2 separate regions of the Sus scrofa genome follow, and region 2 is linked to region 1. The links are chromatin contacts, called in public promoter capture Hi-C maps. All regions are on one chromosome and are shown on one strand. The core of a region is the stretch at or near the end of the contact, and the rest is flanking DNA. Distances in the headings are between cores, read along the strand shown. Region 1 holds the start of SAMD8 (sphingomyelin synthase-related protein 1). Region 2 overlaps KAT6B (histone acetyltransferase KAT6B).

The links. Promoter capture Hi-C pulls out the DNA fragments that hold promoters and counts their contacts.
Region 2: a promoter capture Hi-C map of fetal skeletal muscle shows a contact between it and region 1, with 3 times the contacts expected there. The contact joins the enhancer-like site here to the promoter of SAMD8 in region 1. A contact is called at or near these places in 2 of 5 promoter capture datasets (fetal skeletal muscle and liver), 17 of 47 Hi-C or Micro-C datasets (blood, brain, embryonic fibroblasts and 8 more) and 1 of 2 datasets of contacts at active chromatin or transcription factors (skeletal muscle).

Annotation. Positions count from the first base shown.
Region 1 is chr14:77,676,728-77,683,309 of Sscrofa11.1, forward strand. SAMD8 (sphingomyelin synthase-related protein 1) reads left to right here and starts at 2,560. Exons shown (of 6, transcript XM_005671120.3): 1 at 2,560-2,826. The coding sequence starts at 2,653. It also overlaps a transcript of DUSP13 not described here.
Region 2 is chr14:77,590,897-77,597,795 of Sscrofa11.1, forward strand. KAT6B (histone acetyltransferase KAT6B) reads left to right here. Exons shown (of 18, transcript XM_021072870.1): 18 at 2,624-6,778. The coding sequence ends at 5,166. Among named protein-coding and RNA genes, the nearest start is that of DUPD1, 49 kb to the right of the region's middle. Within about 2 kb of position 4,080, at least 4 of the 83 cell types and tissues checked have an H3K27ac peak or open chromatin away from gene starts, as enhancers often do. A contact at or near this core is called in fetal skeletal muscle, where this site is marked.

The DNA.
Region 1 (6,582 bases), core at 1,310-3,809:
AGGAAGGGGGCTGGATGCTGGCTGAGCCTTGAGGTCCAGGAAGGAGGCTTTGTCTGGTCTCCTAATTTAGAGGGATGGATCCATTAGGACCCAAAGGAACCCATGGGCTCCACAGCTTGCAACCCCACCCTAAGAGCTTTCTGGTAGGAGAGTTGGTGGTGCGTTTAGCTTTGGCCCCTCCATGCTTCCTGAGGCAATATGCTCCTGCCTTGGCCAGGACAGGAAGGAAAGGATTGCTTCAGCCTTGGGACCCAGCTGCCCCTCCCTTCCTACACCATTCCCAACCATGCACATCCGGCCTTTCGGCTGTTACCTCATACCTGCTTCTGATCTGCAAATATTTAGAGGTGATTCCTTCTCTGATTCACCTTCAGCCAGGCTTCCTCACCTGCTCTGTGTCCGCAGGAGGAAGGCTGGGACTGGAAAGGGGTGCTCTCACCCATCCTGTCTCATACCCCCAAATCACAATTCCCCAGTCTTTTGCCCCCTAGAACCACCAATTGTTCTGGTTGTTGCAGAAGACTCCAGAATCCCCTCAGCGCTCCCTTCAAGCAGGCAAAGTTCCTGCTCCCTTGCTCCCCCTGGTGGCTGCATCTGATCACTGCACTGTCCCCCAACACAGGAGTCCTGGAGAAAGTCTCTGGCCTGGGGAGTTCAGAGCAGAAGTACTTGCCTTTCTTCCCACCCCACCTCCATCTCTGGTGAAGATCCCAAGAACTGTCTCTCCTTGTCCCCTCCCCCACACCGCTTCGGCCAGCTACAACTCACGCATCTCCTATGTAAAGGTTGGGCCAAACTTCGTCCACGTGGCTGGAAGAAACTTTGCCTGCCCTCAGGAGTTCCTCCAGTTCCAAGATGCTGGGGCAAGGCGTGGCTTCAGCATCTCCCCTCAGCTCTGGGAGCGAGGCCTCCGCCATGGGCCAGCCCACCCACCCCTCTGTCTCTGCGGTCACTCCTCTCTGCCTCTCCAGTGTCATTTCTCCTTCCTGGAGATTGGCAGGGACAGGTGAGACAGCAGCAAGTGACTCAGCAAGTCACAGGGGCCTCCAAAGAGAACAGGACATTTTCCTCCCCAAGTCACTCCCTAACCCCAAATTCCAAGCCAACATGGAATCAGACACGTCACTATGCAAGTCACTTTACCTCTCAGCCTCAGTTTCCTCATCTCTAAAGAATAATTATACCTACCTTAGAGAATTGTGAGGATTAAATGAAACAAAGGATATTCTGTGTCTAACACGTAGAAGATGATTTAGAGCCTGCATAAGGCTCTTTGATTCTGAGAACTGAGTTAAAGTAGAGATCCAGGGTGCAGAGGAGGTGGTTGGTTTCAAGGATGAATGATCGGAAAAGTTCCTCAGGTCTTGGTGGGCCACAAACTAGATGGGAACTGTACTGTTGAATGAGCTTTTGGATTATAGAGCCTAAGGAAAGTTTACTGAGTTATAGGGTCAGAGAAATGTGGAGAGGAGCATGGAGGGCCTCCTCTAAAGGGTGCCCATACGGTTGGTGGGAGAAGGTTCGAACAATGGTTCTGTTATGAAGATGGCTGGTTTTTCAAAAGAGAAGGCTAAAATTCGCCATGTATGTCCAAAGGGAGAAGGGAGGTGGATGTTGCCCTAGACTTTCTGAAGAGCCAAAGGGCAGTCATCAGAAAGATTTTGGAGTGGGAGGGAGCTTCTTCTGCCTATAAGGGCTTTTGTCCCCACAGCAGAAACAGAGAAAGGTCTATATCTGTCCTTCTGCTAGAGCTAGTTATGGGCTGAAGAAGTGAGGTCTCTTGCCCTTTCCAAGATGACTTCATGAAGGCTTGATGGGGCTGAAAGGGGTAAGAGCTGCAATTGGGAATGTCCCAGCTGCACTTGGCCTTGAGTCCAGCTTGAGGGTAAAGGCCACACCAGGGCATTCCATGGAAGCAATGCAAACTCACATTCAACCCCAGAACCTATCCCCACCCCTATTGGAGTCACTGAAGTCTGCCTTGCACCACCCAGGGAAGCAAGGCCAAGAAGGGGCTGGAGCCTAAGTGGCAAGTAGTTTGGGACTTGATTTATGCCAATGCTAGGCCTTGGTTGGGGACTTCCCTCAGGGTGGGGTAGTAAAGTGAGAGGAGCATAGGTTCTAAAGTTAGGTTTGAGTGGGAGTACTGGCTTTGGCACATATTAACTGCCCAACCTCAGGCAAGTTTCTTGGCCCTTCTTTGTTGTAATACCCTATAGAGGTGGCACAAGGAGCAAGTGAGATATTTATACGGCATTTGGCATAGGGACTGTCAGAGAGCAGAGGCAGTATATGATAACAATGATGACTGCAGGTTAGCTCTTGGAGAGGAACTGGCTTCCTCCAAAGGAATTAGGGTATAAATTCCTCTTGTCTCCGAACCCTATTACCACCCCCATAGGCCTCGCCCCATCTCCACTAGCCCCTCATCTCCCACTTTGGCTCTGGGCCTGACATGCGCTCCTGTGTTTCCCTGCTGCGGTTCCACGCCTCCGCCCTTCCCTGGCGCACAGCTTGAGCCCCGTGTCCCTTCCGGTTTTGGCCCCGCCCCGCAGGCAGGGCTCCTCCTCCCCCGGTAGGGCCCCGCCTCCAGAAGCAGTTCCGGTTCGGATTCGAGCGGCTGCCGGCGCGGCTGAGAGGTGGGCCGGAGCGATGCCAGCGCGCAGCCGCTACCGCCCCCGCCTCCATTCCGGCTCCCCTCCCCGAGCCCCGCCCCCGCCGCTCGAGGCGTTTTACTCCGGCGAGGCCCGGAGGGCGCCGGACTCCGACAACGGCTGGTACGCCGACTCGGAGGTGGGTCCGGGGAACCTGACTCGGGCCGCGGAGGTGAGCGGGAGCTGAGGCGGAGAGGGGAGTTTGGGGGGCGCCTGCAGCCAAGGGTGAGTGGGGAATCGGGGTTGGAGCCGGGGGCTGCCGTGGACAGGGATCCCGAGGGGCCCCGAGAGGCGGTTGAGGGAGCTTGGAGAGTCAGCTCTAGAATGGAATCTGAGGGAAATGGAGGTTGTTGAGCCGAGGCCCGGAGTGGTTAACACCCGAGCCTGGGTGTTAAGTAGAGGCCGAGGGGCGAGTGAGAGGGAGTGGGAAGCTGAGGGAGAGGTGCCCTTGAAGAGTTGGGGGCTTGGAGGTTTTCGAAAGCCGGGTGGCGAGGGGCGAATACGCAAGGGGTCCCGCAGGAACGTGGGACGGGAGGAAGAGATGCTCTGGGATTTGGCCAGTGGGGGCCGAGGGATGAGAGGAGCAGGAGCAGGACCAGGGTCGATGTTGCCACCTGGCCAGGGAGAGGGAAATGGCTTGGGACTGACGAGATCGCGCACCGAAGGGGGTTCTGGTCATTAGAGGAAGGATTTAGGTTTGAAGAGGAAGGGGCTATCGGGTGGCCTTAAAGACCAGAAAAAGAGAAATGGGCTCAAGAAAGAAAAGGAGCCCTTGGGAGCCCTAATTTAGGATTTTGGCATTTTCACAGGCGTCTTTTAAAGCATGGGAATCACTAGGGTAATATAATTGGTTAATGGGGTTTTCTCATCTGTGGACAGTGAATCCTTTTTTAAGAATATGAAGTGGGAGGGGTGGTGTTAAAAACACTGATTTGCCCACAGGACTAGGGGAAGTAGTGAAAAGGAAGTGAAGTTTGGAAAAGAGTGAAAGAGATTCTGAAAATAAAGATAAGCATTTGGGTTTCTTGTAACAGTAATAGTGTGATTTTCTTTGTATTTTAAAAAAAAATATATCTTAAATACTAGACAAGTGTAGATCTTTAAAAAAAGAATGAAAAGGCTTAAATTTGAAACAAGAATTTGGACGTTTCGATTTTACTGATACTCAGTATTGACTGGTTTCACTTTGGCAGCTTGAGTTGAGGCATATTTGCCACAGGGTAAAAATATAGTGAATGCAAATGTCTAGGTTGAAAAGGAACGTAAAACTATGTGTGAAATCACCACAGTTCAAGAGGCTACCAGATCTTTCTCTCACCCATAATGAGTTATCTCTTGAAAAGTGGAACGGTACTTTTGAAGGATTTGCAGAACTAAAATTAATGTAATTTTGAAGCGATTTTATGAGTAATATTTTATAGTTAATAATAGAGTTATCTAGAAAAATAAAGGGGATCTTGTTGGCGGTTAACACAGCAGATAGGTGGGTACACAGATGCCTTTCATAGAAGACGTAGCACCAAAGCCATAATTGTGCCAGAAAAATAATGATGGCAGGATTTATATTCTCTTTAGTAGAAATAGATTAATTTCTTTTTGTAATTGTTAAGTTATAACGTGGCTTCCTGAAATGGTGGTTAAGAGTTTAGCCACATCTCATTTGTTTTACTTTTACAACTTTTTATCCAGTTACAGGTTTGCAAAGTTGTTTGCTATTTCAAAACAATCTTTTAATCAAATATTCCTACTCTAAATGGGTATCTACCGTTTAATCTTCAGGAGATGATAATTTACTGATTGCAGCAAGCTGTTAAATTAATTTATGTATATAGATTTTGTTATCTTCAAATGCTTATGGGCTAATAATTATTTCTTCAAAGAGAAGATGAATTCTTTGCTTTGCTTTTAGCTGTTAAAAGATTAACTCTCTTTTCTTTAAATTTATACAATTTTTAGTTGAAGAAGTATACATAGTATTACTATTATTTGTTTTTATTTGTTTGCCCTCACCAGGCTGAAATTCTCTAGAGACCTATCTTCATACTTAGCTCTAAATAAGTCTTGGCGTGTAAAAATTGCTGAACTGAACTGAAATGTAAGAACTCTCTATTAAGGTTACATCTTAATGTTACTGCAAAATTAAAGAAACTGTTAGATGAAGTTGTGTAAATAATATGTTATTATGCATAATAGTTATTTTGTCTTTGTTTTGCTTTGACAGTTTTTACTGCCACTTAGTTATAAAGAAAGTAAGTTTTATGATAGAGCAGTTTCTCTAAGGCAAGAAAATCTACATTATTACAGAAGAAGGCATCATTATAGTGATGGCAGAACATGCAGGCATATTTAGGTAAATCAGTTTTGATTGCAGTAGCATCCTCTCCATTCTGCAAAGATTTCGCATCACATAAGTTTTGTAAATATTTTTATTTTGTTAATTACTAGATCTTCAACAGTTTTTCAACACTTTACAACATAGGTGATTTAAAGACATTTTCATGTTTTTTTCTCAATTGAAATTTGAACATTGTTTTTGAGAAACTATTGAATCACAGATGTTCTAATGAATATTATTATTTTATCTTATAAGAATGACCATATTAACTAGCTCTTCTTTCAAAATTCTTACCTCCAGGCCTGATGTGATATTAGGATGTTAATCATGACAGTGATTCTTACTTTAGGTCTTATTGTTCTCTTGACTTTGAGAAATCAAGAGGTTAACTAAATATAGAAGAGCATGGGCCAGGCACTCTGGGAAAGCATTTCAGTGTTTACATGCTGCCTTTGTCACTGTCTGGTAATTTGCCATTTGAATATTGGAACGTGGATTTGTAACAGACCTGCGCCCTCTCCTCTTATACACATGGCACCATCATCACTGGACCTTTAAGCCTAACCCTCTTGAGTCTTGACTTCACGCTTCCATATCGGAAGTGTTTTATTACTTCACTGCACACTGGGCCTTACTAGTAATACAGTCACTTCACCGCAGATTGTAACATAATGTGAGTATATCTTGGCTTTTGCTTATGGTGGTAAAAGCTAGGAAAACTTGGTTATAATATTTCAGCACCATGTTTCAGAACAAAATAATGTTTTCTGATGTGTACCTTGAAAGAATGTTGTGGAGGCCGAGACTTATATTTGTCTTGATTTTTTTTTTTTTCTTCTTTTTTATTGGCTGCACCCTCTGCATATGGAACTTTCTGGGCCAGGGATCAAATCTAAGGCACAATTGCATTCTAGGCCACAGCTGGACAGCACTGGATCCTAACCCCCTGCACAACAACAGGAACTCCTGTCTTGAATTTGTATTGTGCATTTAGATTAGCTTTTGAATTGTGACAGAGGACAAAAAGAGGTGGTGATGTATCTGTTATCTTGACCTCATTTCTGTTCTTTGAAAATTCTTGACGGGTGTTTTAGTAGGAGGAGAGGACCATGAATTCTGCTAATTTAGGGTCATCCTGTAAGTTAAACTGTATATTAAAATATCTCACTGAGATATTGGAAATGCCTGCAAATTGGTTTTGGTTTGGCACTCTGAAACTAAAGTAAATCTAGATCAGCTTTATCAATATAATATTGGCATGAAAGTCAAAGATTGCCATAACCATACATTAAAGTTTGGCGCCAGGAGTTCTCCTGTGGCACAGTGGGTTAAGGATCTGATATTGTCCCTGCCGTGGCTTGGGTTGCTGCTGTGGTACAGGTTTGATCCCTAGCTTGAGAACTTCCACATGCTGAGAGCGTGGCCAAGGAAAAAAAAAAAAAAAAAAGCCTTCAAATTCATAATATGTCTACAATGTTCTAGTGGAGTTGAAGTCTTGAGCCAGTTTCTCATTTTCTATTATGTTGATTTGATTTGGGGATATATGTAGCATATTTAAAAATAAAAATAAATATTTTTACCAGTCAACCTATC
Region 2 (6,899 bases), core at 2,830-5,329, 84 kb before region 1:
CACTTCACTTCCTTGATTCTAATATGTACTTTTTTCCACATTTAATATTTCTGAAGTCAGAGCATATCTTATTATTGATGTGAACATTGAATGCAATCATTTCTTTTTTCCCAAAAAACAAATATTTGTAAGTTGATGATGCATCTTATAATCCGTGGTGTCTTTGGGTATGTTCTCCTTAAGAATCATCTGACCCTACCCACACCATCACTATTAGCTTTGATAATATAGGATAATGTGGAAATGAGGGAATTTCCTTTCCTTTCTGCTGTTCTACAGTTGCTATTGGCAGAGACAGCCCTATCTAATTTAAAAAAAAAAAAAAAAAAAGGTACTAAACACCATTGACTCCTATTTGATGCCCTGTTTAGAAGAAACCACCCCTTGCCTGTTGGGCTGGAAATTTGAGCTCCCAGCTAAACCGTGCGGGTTTGTGGGATGGTCTCTCTATAGTTGAAATGACTATTCAAAACCTTACTTCATTTCAGTCTAAAGAACAGCCCATCTCACTTTCCTGGAAACCACAGGTTATCACTCTTGCCTTTGAAAAGCCATAATTATAAGAACATGAACGGGCATCTCCTTTTCTTAATTAACAGCGTCTTAATTAATGTACTGTTGCCACGTACGTTTTGCTGAGGCCGAGACATCTCACCCTGGGTATAGAGGAACCAAGCCTTGTTCATGAGTTTCCTTAAACACATAAACAGACAAAACAACAACAAACTGCAGAAAGAGGTCATTTCCTGGTGTGGAAATCGAGCCTTATTTCCATTTCTTAGCTGACTTCTCAAGAGCCTGTCCTTGAATCACCACTGCTTTCATTTTCCACTAGTGCCGTTTGCCTTTACAAATTCCAAGTGGCCATATTACACCTCATTCCTTTCAGGATCTTCTTTCTTAAAAAATAATTATTGCAAAATTCATCTTCTGGTTTTAGAGGGGTGTTCTTACAAATGCTGGTAGGTCTGGCTCCATGTGGAGTCCAGGGTCACTGCATGCCTGTTCCCTGTCCATGGGAATAGAAATGAATCCATTTGAACATCTTGAGACATCTGTTAACGGGGTGTTGTACTTTGCACTTCAGTCTACAGCACATATCTTTTCAGCTAGCCTATTTGAACGTAATACTTACAGGTAAGTTTATGTGTAGTCCTTTTATTACATAAATGAGCTAAGAGCTCACCCTGCTCTGTACTGATTGGATTAGAACTGGATTAGAAATCACTCCATTCTGGCAAAAGGGATCTCTGTTCCACACTGATTATTAGATCTTATTTTTGTTCTCCAAAATAGTGTTTCTAGTAAGGCTGTTTCTCTTGGTGAAACTTTTTCTTTAGATTGACTCCTCCAGAAGATCAGTATGATCTTGAATTTTATAACAATCTAAGACTTCGGTGTTTTATACTTGTATTTATTCATATATTTACTTATACGTATGTAAATATATTTTCCTGTTTATTTATATTCATAAGCATGTACAGGTACAATGAAAATAAGATTAGCTGAGCTAAAATGAGCTTGATGATCATGGTTTGTTTCTTGTTTTACTTTAATATTCAAACCATCCATTTGCACATTGATCTCAGATGCAGTGTGGACAGCATTAGTGATAAAAAGAATGCCTGTATTTTAAATGTTCAATAATTTCATGGTAGTTACATTATAGTTTTTGTCATGTAGAAATGATGATCCTAGAATAGATTACAGATGTATTTATGTTCTGAGCATTTAGTTAGTTATTCATTTGTTTCAGAGGTACATAGTTTATTTCATGCCAGAGAGAGCATTCACATCAAAGTAAATAATGTCATCTGAGATCATTGCAATCCAGTAAATGTCCACAATCAGAAGTTCACTTTCTCGGAGTTCCCATTGTAACGCTGCGGAAACGAATCTGACTAGTACCCATGAGGATGCGGTTCGATCCCTGGCCTCACTCAGTGGGTCGGGGATCTGGCATTACTGTGAGCTGTGGTGTAGGCTGTAGAGGCAACCAGATCGTGTGTTGCTGTGGCTGTGCTGTAGGCTGGCAGTTGTAGCTCTGATTCAACCCCTAGTCTGGGAACTTCCATATGCTGCAAGTACGGCCCTAAAAAGCCAAAAAAAAAAAAAATTCACTTTCTCAGAGTAAATATGTGAGTTAGGCTTCTATTCATTTCTGCAGTACAGTGGTGATTTTGGATATGAGCTAGCTTTAACCCCTTTCCCCTGTAGTTCCTAATTTGCAAATATTTCAAATTGATTTTCTTTTATATTGTGGAATTCCAGGCTTTTGCATCAGCGCATGTCTTGTTTGTTAAATTCAAATAAGTTTATTGTAGTTGCCTATATCCATGTGCTTCATATAAAAAGCACGGCTTTCTGTCAAGAGTGGGTTGTGTGGGTGGGTGTGTGGTGTGTGCAACATATATTCTTTTCCAGGCCTAGGTTATTTACTCAGCTTCTACCACAATATTATTCTGTATTAGGTTTGATCATGCCTTTAGCATCTACTCTTAAAATGTAAATTGCAAGCAGCATTCACTACATAACTCAGAAGAATGAATTCAAGTTGTTCATAGTTTTGCCTTCTAAGAATTTATTTTTCTTCCTTCCCCTTTCTCTCTGTCTCCTCGCTAAGACAATATGGATGGTGATGCAAATAACTTGAAAGAAGCCAGCAGAGACAATCCTGAACCTCTAAAGTGCAAGCAATGGCCAAAAGGAGCAAAGCGTGGTCTCTCTAAGTGGAGGCCAAACAAAGAGAGGAAGACTGGATTTAAACTGAACTTGTACACCCCACCAGAAACCCCCATGGAACCCGATGACCAGGTAACAGTGGAAGAACAGAAGGAGACCCCGGAGGACAAAAGCAGCCCCACTCCCACCAGGATTGAGGAAGAGGTCAAGGAAGCCATGGAACCCCTGCTGCCTCAGGACGAAAACAGAAGGGAGGAAACGTGTGCCCCTATAAGTCCAAATAAATCACCATGTGAAAAACCAGAAGATGGTATAATCAAACCTGAGGAGGAAGAGGAGGAAGAGGAGGAGGAAGAAGAAGAGGAAGAGGAAGAAGAAGAAGAAGCAAACGTAGAAAAAGACCCCGCTGGTGCCAAAAGTCAGGAAAAAGAAGAGCCACCAGAAGCCTGCACAGACAAAGAAGATCCTGTGCGTTTGGATGACCGTGAAGAGGAGGAAGAAGAGGATGAAGAGCCATCGCACAACGAGGGGCATGATGCAGATGATGAGGACGACAGTCACACGGAGTCTGCCGAAGCCGAGAAGGAAGAGCGCCCGAGAGAAGCCTTCAAAGAAGTACTGGAAAACCAGGAGGCTTTTTTAGACCTTAGTGTCCAGCCTAGTCATTCAAACCCAGAGGTCCTCATGGACTGTGGTGTTGAAGACCTCACAGCCTCTTGCAGCAGTGACCCTAAGGAGCTTGCTGGAGCCACTGAAACTGCACCCGAGTCTGATGAGGAGCCTCCAGGAGACCCGGCCCAGAAGCAGGACCAAAAGAGCAGTGAAGACGTAGATCCTGAGTTCAAAGAGGGAAATGCAGCAACCTTGGAAATCGACTCTGAGACCGTCCAAGCGGTTCAGTCCTTGACCCAGGAGAACAGAGAACAGGACGACACCTTTCAGGATTGTGCCGAGACTCAAGAGGCCTGTAGAAGCCTCCAGAACTACAACCACGCAGACCAAAGCCCACAGATTGCCACCGCTCTAGACGACTGCCAGCAGTCAGATCACAGTAGCCCAGTGTCCTCTGTCCACTCCCATCCCGGCCAGTCAGTGCGTTCTGTCAGCAGTCCAAGTGTCCCCGCCCTGGAAAACAGCTATGCCCAAATCAGCCCAGATCAAAGTGCCATCTCGGTGCCATCTTTGCAGAACATGGAAACCAGTCCAATGATGGATGTCCCATCTGTTTCGGATCATTCTCAGCAAGTCGTCGACAGCGGATTTAGTGACCTGGGCAGTATCGAGAGCACAACCGAGAACTACGAAAACCCAAGCAGCTATGATTCTACTATGGGTGGCAGCATTTGTGGAAACGGCTCTTCCCAGAACAGCTGCTCCTATAGCAACCTCACCTCCAGCAATCTGACACAGAGCAGCTGTGCTGTCACCCAGCAGATGTCCAACATCAGTGGGAGCTGCAGCATGCTGCAGCAGACCAGCATCAGCTCACCCCCGACCTGCAGCGTCAAGTCTCCTCAGGGCTGCGTGGTGGAGAGGCCCCCGAGCAGCAGCCAGCAGCTGGCCCAGTGCAGCATGGCCGCTAACTTCACGCCACCCATGCAACTGGCTGAGATCCCCGAGACCGGCAACGCCAACCTTGGCTTATATGAACGAATGGGTCAGAGTGATTTTGGGGCTGGGCACTACCCACAGCCGTCAGCCACCTTCAGCCTTGCCAAACTACAGCAGTTAACTAATACACTTATTGATCATTCATTGCCTTACAGCCATTCCGCTGCTGTAACTTCCTATGCAAACAGTGCCTCTTTGTCCACACCATTAAGTAACACAGGGCTTGTTCAGCTTTCTCAGTCTCCACACTCCGTCCCAGGGGGACCCCAAGCACAAGCGACCATGACCCCACCCCCCAATCTGACTCCTCCTCCGATGAATCTGCCACCGCCTCTTTTGCAACGGAACATGGCTGCGTCAAATATTGGCATCTCCCACAGCCAAAGACTGCAAACCCAGATTGCCAGCAAGGGCCACGTCTCCATGAGAACCAAATCGGCATCTCTGTCACCAGCCGCTGCCACCCATCAGTCACAAATCTATGGGCGCTCCCAGACCGTAGCCATGCAGGGTCCCGCACGGACTTTAACGATGCAGAGAGGCATGAACATGAGTGTGAACCTGATGCCCTCCCCAGCCTACAACGTCAACTCCGTGAACATGAACATGAACACTCTCAACGCCATGAATGGGTACAGCATGTCCCAGCCGATGATGAACAGTGGCTACCACAGCAATCATGGCTACATGAATCAAACGCCCCAGTACCCTATGCAGATGCAGATGGGCATGATGGGAACCCAGCCATACGCCCAGCAGCCAATGCAGACCCCGCCCCACAGTAACATGATGTACACGGCCCCCGGACATCACGGCTACATGAACACGGGCATGTCCAAACAGTCTCTCAACGGGTCCTACATGAGAAGATAGGCACCGCGGGCAGTCACAATACCCCTGGGCATCACTCTCGGATTGATCTGCACAAATACCTTCGAAGAGTACGATTTCAAAACCAGCAATTGGTGTGAATGCAAAAACATTTGTTGGCACCATTTATTTAAAAAAAAAAAAAAAAGCTGTATGCAGCAGAAAGCCTTATACAAGTTGTTTTTCTTTCTTTTTTTTTTTTTTCTTTTTTTTTCTTTTTCTTTTTTGGTACCTTTGTTTCTGTTACTTTTATATGAAATTCTCTGCAAAGGAAGGCCTCTCTTTGGACTACAATTTGGAGGCAGCCACTTGCTGTGCCTGCTTCCATTAAATAGTGTGGATATCAAGCCCCGCCCCCCCAATTATCTGTTTTAATACTGAACCTAGAGCTTTTTTTCTTCCCTGTCCACTCCATGTAAATGCCTTTAGCATTTCAGTTATTGTATATTTTGTTTGAGGTGACACTTCAGCATGCCGCTAATGTCTTTGTTAGTGACAGTGCATTTTGTAGTACTGTACAAGTGTTGTGCTAACAGTAAGCCATTTCTTAAGTTTTTTGCCTTGATTAGGGTGCCCTAATTTGAGGGTTTAAAAAAAAACTATATTTTTGTTAATTATAAAACTGTAAAGAGCTATAAAAGCTATTCCCATTTGGTTAGTCAAAAGGGTTTTATTGCTAAATGTTTGGTGTAAAGTTGAGACCCTTTTCCATTTTGGTGACAGATTTCTTTGGGGAAAAAAAGGCAGCTTTCTGTTTTATAAATGCCGACTTCTGTTTATTGAATGAAGCATATCTCAGTGTTTATCTGTCAGGTTTTGAAACATTTCATATATGTCCAAATACTTGGCAGGATTTAAAAAAAAATAGTGAATTTGGTGTAAAGTTGCTATTTTATGGAAATGCCTCTAACTTTACATTTTCATTCCATCTGTAGATTTTTCTATCTTTATAAAATATTGGAGTTATTTTTTAAGGAAAAATAGAGAAGTAGCTTGTGAATAGCTCAAACTAAGCTTACAAATCGCATGTAAAAAAGCAAAAAAGTTATTTGTGTCTGTTTATATTGCTTCCTTTTTTGTAGCCTTTGTACCTGTACAGGGTGATTGTAAGGGCCAAGCAGGAGAGGCGTAATCCTTGTATAAAATAGGAGCCAGCGACACTCTTGTATTTATCTGTTCTCTTTTTAGTCAGTCACTTCAAAAAAAAAAAAAAATAAACAAAAAAAATAAACAAAAAAAGCTGTACATTTTAACATAAAATAAATTATGATGAGCCATTTTTAGCCTCTTGTGTCCTGTCATATTATGATTGATAGAGAATGACCAATTGAACTGTATCATGTGTCACATCTCAGAACACATACACATTTTGGGAAAATAAATTATTTAGTGTAAATCGGAGTTAAGAGATTTTCTGATTTGTTTTGACTTTGTGGGAGGGGGTCAGCAATAAATAAGAGTAATATCTAATAAAAACCATCACATATACCAAATACCTATTTAATAAATTAATTTATAATGGATTTTAATGCTTTTCATGAAAGTTTATTTTATGCGAGTGCATACCTTCTGTATGCCAATCATTGTCTTTAAAATAAAGTGAATTTGTTTTTTTCTTTTTGACTTTGATCTTCATTTGCAAAGGGATCCTGCCCAAATATCCGGCTGCCTCATTTATACAGTCTGTATAAACTCCCCTCAGGGCCTAGTCCAGTGGTAGCAGACTTCATTTTTGC